3 separate regions of the Zea mays genome follow, and regions 2 and 3 are each linked to region 1. Evidence: chromatin contacts called from public Hi-C data. All regions are on one chromosome and are shown on one strand. Each heading gives the region's core, a stretch centred on a gene start, on an enhancer-like site or on the middle of the called end of the contact. The rest is flanking DNA. Distances are from core to core; before and after follow the strand shown. Region 1 holds the start of LOC100285399 (set1 complex component swd2). Region 2 holds the start of LOC100277096. Region 3 holds the start of LOC100282278.

Evidence for each region. Hi-C and Micro-C count contacts between places; a contact is called where the count stands out from the background.
Region 2: a contact with region 1 is called in a Hi-C map of ear, with 5 times the contacts expected there. The contact joins the promoter of LOC100277096 here to the promoter of LOC100285399 in region 1. A contact is called at or near these places in 2 of 25 Hi-C or Micro-C datasets (bundle sheath and ear).
Region 3: a Hi-C map of bundle sheath shows a contact between it and region 1, with 2.4 times the contacts expected there. The contact joins the promoter of LOC100282278 here to the promoter of LOC100285399 in region 1. A contact is called at or near these places in 5 of 25 Hi-C or Micro-C datasets (bundle sheath, ear, endosperm and 2 more).

The regions. Positions count from the first base shown.
Region 1 is chr8:64,322,098-64,324,797 of Zm-B73-REFERENCE-NAM-5.0, reverse strand. LOC100285399 (set1 complex component swd2) reads right to left here and starts at 1,269. Exons shown (of 9, transcript NM_001158292.2): 1 at 1,067-1,269; 2 at 882-982; 3 at 121-294; 4 at 1-36. The coding sequence starts at 1,141.
Region 2 is chr8:64,064,779-64,067,478 of Zm-B73-REFERENCE-NAM-5.0, reverse strand. LOC100277096 reads left to right here and starts at 1,254. Exons shown (of 3, transcript XM_008657765.4): 1 at 1,254-1,565; 2 at 1,644-1,696; 3 at 2,068-2,475. The coding sequence starts at 1,496. The coding sequence ends at 2,172.
Region 3 is chr8:63,890,658-63,893,357 of Zm-B73-REFERENCE-NAM-5.0, reverse strand. LOC100282278 reads left to right here and starts at 1,373. Exons shown (of 3, transcript NM_001155190.1): 1 at 1,373-1,609. The coding sequence starts at 1,531. It overlaps LOC101027216 (a long non-coding RNA gene), which reads right to left and starts at 1,117. Exons shown (of 2, transcript NR_169068.1): 1 at 961-1,117.

The DNA.
Region 1 (2,700 bases), core at 20-2,519:
CTATCATTGACAGGTGACATACATAATGAAACGACCCTGAGACGAAACGGAACATCTCTCAGCATCTGCCCTTGCCACAAACAAGAAATGCAGCAGCATCAGAAGAAAAATAAAACAAACCTGTCTTTGTGTCCTTTGAAGTATCTTAAGCAACGGTTGTCATACAATGACAGATAACGAAGTGACTCTATAGACTCTAGGTTGTACCGTGAAGAGCATAAGATAGAACTTGGATGATGACTAAAACAGACACGGTCAGCACCATGTTTCCTGTGATACGTAGTCTTTAACAACCTGAAACAATAGTCAGCAGGCTCTAGCACTGATTACTGGTGGCTTACTAAATATACTTTCATAGAGCACATATGACGAAGCAAACTTCTACCGATCATAGAGAACAATGACAGGATAGGGAAAACAGGGTCACCAAAACTAAACTGCTGGATGATCTAAAGCTTTTATAAAACATTCGGAATGAACAAATACTACCTGCCATCCAAAGCTTTCATAAAACATTCGGAATGAACAAACACTACCTGCCAGCACGGCAGCACAAGTAAAATCACATCTCTAGCAATATGGCCAACATGACAGAAGAGCAACACTAAGGCATAATCCATGTATATTTATCAAATGTTAACTGCCCATTGCCAAACATGCTACATTTAGAAAATTAGCTTCAATAGCATCTACTCCAGTAACATTGATTCTAACCACAAAATATATTAGTCCTATAATCTCTTGCAATAAGGTACCCAAAAATCACATCGCTGTACACATCAGTAGAACCAACACTTTTCCTCACATGCATTAGATTCTACACATTACAGCTACAACAAAAAAAACGTTCGGAGAAATCAATCATAGGCTACGGTACCCACGTCGCGCTGGTGATGTTGTATAGGCGGATGGAGTCGTCCTCGCTAGAGGTGATCATGAGATCTTCCGTGCGGTGGAAGTCGAGGCAATTGATCTTCCCGGTCTGCAGCCGATTTGGACGGCGAATTAGTGCGAGGCAAAAACCTTAAGGAATAGGTGGGTTGGGGCTTGTATCACCGGGACTCACATAGTCCGTGAAGACAGCGCCGATGGCCATGCCGTGGACGATCTCGTCGTCCAGCTGCGGCAACGCCGCCGCCATCTTGTTCCCGGCGTGGCTGCTGCCAACCGAAGAGACCGAAACAGCACAGCAGTCTGGGCACAGCCGCGCAGGAGGCGAGGTCCACTGCCGCGAGCGCGGCTACCGGCGGGCGACAGTTGGAGTTGGAGGATTAGGGGGGGGGGGGGGACGGGCCACCGAGAACGGGAGGCGCCGGGAACGGGTGCAGGTGTGGCACAAATACCCGTCGCAGGAGTTGGATTTTGGAGGGGTTTGTACTTGTGCTTATATACGTAGGGTTTAAGAATACTGTATTAGGCAAGGGCTAAATACGATTAATTCGATCCTCTAATGTTTAGAACCAAAATTACGTTGGTTGTTCGATTTTTAAAGATACGAAACCAACGATTAATTTGGTTCTAAGGCTGTCCGCAGTGATCTACTCGATCACGTACGCTACAAAGGTAGCGTCGAATATGGAGTAACGCGACGACTGCAACGGCAAACTCTACGTACTACTCTATCACGCAGTAAGGAGAGAGGAACGCTATATACAGCGTACGCTCGTTTCTACTCTACGTACTGTTCCTGGCTGACAGCGCTGTTGGGAGTTCGGAGGGATAGACAGTGGCAGGCGCGGTGGGATAGAATAGTGTGGGAAAAATATAATATAATATATGGTAGTTGGTATAGGGTAGATATATAGAGTAATTGTGACCGCGGATGATTGTGGTATAGAGTAGAGAATCTCGCTGACTAGGATGAAATATTCCTTTTAGAGTAGAAATTTAGGGTTCCACGAGTGCGGATAGCCTAACTAATTTGGTTTCGATTTTGATTGATTTGATTCGGTTTATTTTGCTCAGGCGGGAGAACATGTACGACACGATAGGGAGCAGAAACTCGGTCCCATGGCTTTGTTGTGCTCCCAAATAAGCCTTAGACCTAGTTTTGTTATTTTAGTATTGATCTCAATTCCCATGTGTTGAGATAAATTAAGGTATAATAATTTATATCTAAATCTACCTTAACACATATGAATCTTAACACATATGAATTAGAGTTAATACTGAAGTACACAAACAAATCCTTAGTACTACTAGTTTGAGAACCTTAATTTTTCAAGGGCTAATACTGAAGTACACAAACAAAGCTCGGTCTCACGGCTTACTTTACCGGGCACTGCAGTTTGGCAGCGGATCAGCAGCCGAACCGGTGAAACAGCTACATAACCAATTGCCAGGATGCCAACCAAGACAAGACTGTCAATACGATGCAGCCTGAATGTATATAGCTAGCGTACAGATAAAGTGTAAAACTCAACCTGAAGTGCTTGATATGATAGCTAAACAGTCCTGTCATCAGGATCAACGACCGGCCCTAACACTACTGCCGGCTACTACGAGGTCTTGGCTGCTGGCGACACCTTGGCCATACCAATTCATTCCCAACGACCACGAATGCAAACATCCTCTTTCACACTCACACCCCCTCACATCCACCACTTGGAGACCAAATTTTTTTCTGCCTTTTTCCCCTTTTGGACCCAGTGCTGGATGAACTTTTTATTTCAAAATCGTATCTGCTTCGAAACGAAGACT
Region 2 (2,700 bases), core at 5-2,504, 260 kb after region 1:
CATCTTTTATTATTAGGTCGCTTGCTGTTGCTGTTGCTGCCTGCCAGGACATGCAGCTATGCATGCATCATGCACGCGAGAGCAACCGGTCGGCGGCGACGGTGCGCGCTGCCTCCGGTAGTGGGCGCTGCTCGTGCTGCTGCACTAGCTAGCACAAGCAGCAGCACTGCAGGTGACGGCGATCCCATCGCGTACGTCCTGCTAGCTGCTGCGCCCGTGCGGCGTATCGCCCCAGCCGTATCTAGGTGCTAGCTAGCTAGGGTGATGGGTACGCATGCTAGCGCTGCAGATCGAAATGGCACTATAGCGCGCGCGCGCGCGCACTGATCCGCCCACCTCCAGAGCGTCCAAGTGCAACTGCATGTGTCGTCGTGCTCGTTGCGTGCGTGCCGCACCACTGCCACAACAGCACTGTATGTCACTTTCGGCGGCTGCTGTTATTTTCGGCGGCCAGGAGGTGGCCGCCGAAAATAAGTAAATAATTTCGGCGGCAGGAGCAAACCGCCGAAAATAAGGTTATTTTCGGCGGCCGTGTCAGAAGCCGCCGAAAACAGTCTTATTTTCGGCGGCTTCTGACACGGCCGCCGAAAATAAACTTATTTTCGGCGGCCAACACCCTAGCCGCCGAAAATTATGTATTTAAAAATACCCGGTTCCTTCTTCCTCTGTTCGGTTTCTTCTCCGTCGCATTTCTTCTCCGCCGCCGCTTCCTGGCCGCTCGTGCGCCGCCTGGCTCGCCCCACCGCGCCGCCACTAGCCGAGCCGCGCCGCCTCTCGTCCCGCCGCGCCGCCCCTCGCCCCCCCGCAGCGCCGCCCCTCGCCCCACCGCGCAGCCCACCGCGCCGCCCCTCGCCCCCCCGCAGCGCCGCCCCTCGCCCCACCGCGCAGCCCATCGCGCAGCGGCGCCAGCACCCAACAAATGTCAAATGGGCTGTGAACTGAACACAGTAGTACAGAAACGAACAGTTTGTGCATGTGCTGCTGCTTCGCGCAACCGCATGCATGCTGCATAGCATAGCCTACACATCAAATTAAATTAAATTAAGGCAGCATATATATACTGCCATGAACAGTTTTGCACTGTGTGCTAGACGACTGCTAGCTCTACTCTTAACCTGTGTGGTGATGATCGGATGACGAATACAATAGTTGACCTTTGGGAGGAGGCCCATGCATATTGGCTTTCGTTTTCATCGCCAGCCCGGCCGTGCATATATGGGAGAGTCATCAGCAGCAGCAGATAGATGCAGGTCACTGGTGGCACGGCACAGCCGCACACACAAACACACTATTGCAAAAGCATGGACAATATATGGGCGTGCCCTTTCCAGCTGTTAGGGATCGGAGCAGCTAGCGCTACCGTTCGTCGTATATAAAGGGGCCACTGGTGGTACGTACGTTCCAGCTCCTCACAGAACTAACAGTTCTGAGATCGAGCTGCACAAGGAAGGAAAGAAGGAGACACACAATCGTCGCCTGCTTAACCAGAGCGACAATGCCCAAGCTCAGGCTCATCTTCACCGTTATTCTTGTGGTGTCTCTACTGTTCAGTGGTGTGTCTTCAGGTAGTACAGTCCGTTTCCTTGCTGGTGAGTTATGTATATAGTCGTACACGGTTGAAGAGCTTCCCTGTTTGCATGCAGGACAAACTGCAGCTACACAAGCCAGCGATGCAGATCTTTCTGAAGCGGTTGAGGTTGAGGTCGGCATCTCTAATCTTGGTTGAAACAGCTGTCAGACATTTAAAGGAAGTGAAATCGTGTTTAATTAGAAACCATCGCTAATTGGTTTTGTAGAAAGCATATTATTGAAGTGTTTGATACAATTCGATCAGTAGGCTATTGTTAGTTTAGGTAAACAAAACAAATAACTTCTTTTACAGAATTTGATATTTATTTTAAATATATAATTAAAATACTGGTTTCTATACGATTCGTCGTGTGTCACCTTTTCTCTTCCTATTATAAAAAAAAATAATAAGAGTTTAAACCTTAGTCCTTTTGGCTCTCGACATTCACTCACCTAACTAATCAGAACACATGCATGCATGTATTTTTCCAAACGCAGAGACGCAGTGGGAAGGTTCTGACGTACGTTCAGGACTACGACTACGGCGGGTCCAACCCCAAACATGACCCACGCAGGAAGCCAGGGAGCGGACACCCTCCATAGGTAGCCAAGGATAAACGTCCGGTGACGCTCCAGCCACTGGACTCTGCTGGTACCTAGCTAGTCTTGCTGAGTTGTTCCTGTAATGAGTAGAAAGAATCAGAACGGTTTGGTCCCGTCCACGCCCACGTCACTTTGTTAGCTACGTAGTAGTATAATAAGGTAGTCTTTTAGATGATGATGAAATAAAGATCCAGAATGTTCTGTCAGTCGAGACACCAGACTTTAAGTCCTATTTCTTTACCCTCTAGTTTATATAGTCTAGCTTAAATAAGCTGAAAGATAAACAAACAACACTGATTATCAGATGAATTATGTGATCTAGATGCCTACATTATGATAATGCATAAACAGATCAATAGATGGTTATATAATCCATAGGTTAGATTACACAATCCTATAAGGAAATAAACAGGACTGCTGATGGCTTCTTAAACCGTGTATCGTGTATGAAACGCCTCTTCGATTCCTGAGTACCCTGAGATAGGTCTGCCTGACGCCATAGATTCAGAAAGAACACTCCAATTTCAG
Region 3 (2,700 bases), core at 124-2,623, 430 kb after region 1:
AGTCATTTAGTATATTCTTACTATTTTTAGCCCTATAACTAAATATGTTAGGGACTAAACTTTAATCCCCTAACTAAACTTTAGTCCCTAGACTAAAGAAATCAAACATAGTCTTAGTTCACTAAAGAGCATACGGGTAAAACACCTGAAATGACGTGCGTTATCTATTATCTCTGCTAGCTCGCGGACCATCCAGATCCAGTGCCACCTCTGATGTTCTTATCTGACGGCTCAGTGCTCACGTAGATGGTGCGGGCTGAAGAGGACTCCATGGCCCGGTTGAGCTTCCTAAACAGAGGGCTGACGGCGTCCTCCTTCCTTGTCCTCCTGTTGTTCTTTCATTCAGGTCTCTCTCATCTTTCATCTGCATGAACGGCCGCTGTGCTTCCATGCCTGCGCTGCGCTGCGCTGGTTAAATAGAAAATACGCGGTCGTGTGGAAATAAGCTGATGCCTCTGCGCCCTGCTTCTTCCATTTTGTCAAGGTCCGTCCGACACTGAATGAATTCTATAGTTTTTGGAGAAAGAATGAATATATCCTGATTCCTGAACCCCGATCCACAACCGGGAAAGGGCACCTTAGCTGATGTATTGACGTCAGGCGACATAAGCAAACGGATCAAAGAAGCACGCCGCCAGTTACGAGACGTGCTGGTGACCACCCTTACACACACACAAACTAAAAACACCACGCGAGCAGCGGATCCAGAAAGATACGGAGGATGGACTTATTCCTTTTATTTTCTGTATTTAAAATCGCATTTTTAAATTTCAAGTATAAAATTATAGCAGAAACTTAAGAGGGGCTTCCGGCTTCCGGCCTCCGGGGACCGTAGCGGGGGCTCGATCGAGCCCGGACAGCGGCCGCCCCGGTGCTGGATGCGCCCCTCTCATCTCATGAGAAGTAAGCTAGAATGAATTGGTGTTACAGAGATAGTGCGGAGGAGGGAGGGCTAATAACCTTGGCAAAATCAGGGACTCAGGGTGGACGGCTGCGCTGCCGCTTGCCGATGCCTGGCGTCCGGCGACGATCCACGGGCCACGGTGTAGGGTAAAGCACTTGCGACACGCGAGGGGAAGCCGGCGAGGAGGAAGAAGTGCCTCTTCTCTTCTACGCGCGCCGAGCGAGAGAGAATAGGTAGGTGAAGAAGAGAGGAGAGGAGGAGAAGGGTGGCCGCGCGTGCGGTCCAAACAAGGCGGGTGCAGCCGTGCAGGTGCTGCAGCGACGGTAGATTCGCTCGTCCGGGCAAAATATTCGCGCGCGCGCGAGGAATATTCCAATTGGCAACTCTGAATATGCCGTCAGCCTATCGGTTGGACCTCACTCCCTCAGCCCATCAACAAAATGGATCGTGCCCCACTGGACCGCGGATGTAAATGGGCTAGGCGTCGAAGCCTCTCCGCATAAGACACGGGCCTACGTCCAGTCGTCCACAGATCGGAGGAGAGAGCACTGACTCGTCTCCCTTCTCGTCTCCAGCGACGGCGAAGGCGAAGCGGAGGAGCGGGAGCAGAAACAGAAGAGGCAGCCATGGCCGTGATGGAGAAGCTCAAGATCTTCGTTGTGAAGGAGCCTGTTGTCGCAGCTTCCTGTCTCATCGCCGGATTCGGTACGCGCCCTGGCTTCTCCTCCGCAAACCCTACTAGATGTGCCCCTTGCTTTCGGTGTGCCTTGGCTTCGGGGTTCCGGTTGACGTTGACTCCGTCGTAGGGTTCTGGTAGGGCTTACATTTCTTTTCACTTGCTACTATTCGTTATATCCAGTATTCTATCTCAGAAGTTTTCAGTAGCTCTGCCCCAATGGCCATTGACACATGATTCATTAATATTATACTAACTGACAGGCTATACATTTACTTGTTCACTACAAAGATTCAGCTGTTACATTTCCCACCCAAGATAGTTAAACTGCAATGCTAACTAGTACTCCCTCCATTCCACATTGTAAATCGATATAGATTTGTGTAACTTTGACCAAGTTTATAGCAAAATATATTAAAAAGTGCACCATCAAAATATATTTCATGGTATATCTAATGAATTAGTTCGATGATGTAAATATCTGTGCATTTTTCTATAGTCGTAGTCGAAGCTAGAGTGGTTTGACTTAGGACAAAACTAAAATCGCTTACAATTTGGAATGGACGGAGTAGGAGTACTCTTAAGTACCTAAAGAAAAGTTGAGAAGCTAGCTGTAATTGAACTATTGAAGACAAAATAGGTTAATGCTAGACCGGTTTTCAGCTCAATTTGACTAGTTTTTGTTGCCTCTCTTCACTTTTAAATCTCTATTTCTGTTTTACCTGAAAATGTTCTATGTGAAATCCGCTGTATTTTGTTGGTGCAGATGTGTGCCATAATAGGTATTATTTTCTCCATCCAAAATCTGGTTATGCTAAGTTCCTAATCTTCCTCCAAAATTGCATTAAAAAGCGAACACTTGCTTTGCTTGTAGAGGTAGACCGCATTAGGTTATGTGTTATGAATTTGAATGGCATTTGAAAAGACTTGATTGCCAACAAGGAGGTTTCTACCGTCTACCAATAATAAATAGACTCATGAAAACCAATATAGCCTGTAGAAATTGCCCAATGCACACACAAAAAGTGTTAGCCCACATCATTTATGAACTCTGCTTTGTGGATTCATTCATTTGGATAGTACAAGTAATAGCTCTGTCCACTTTATGTGGTGTTGTAGG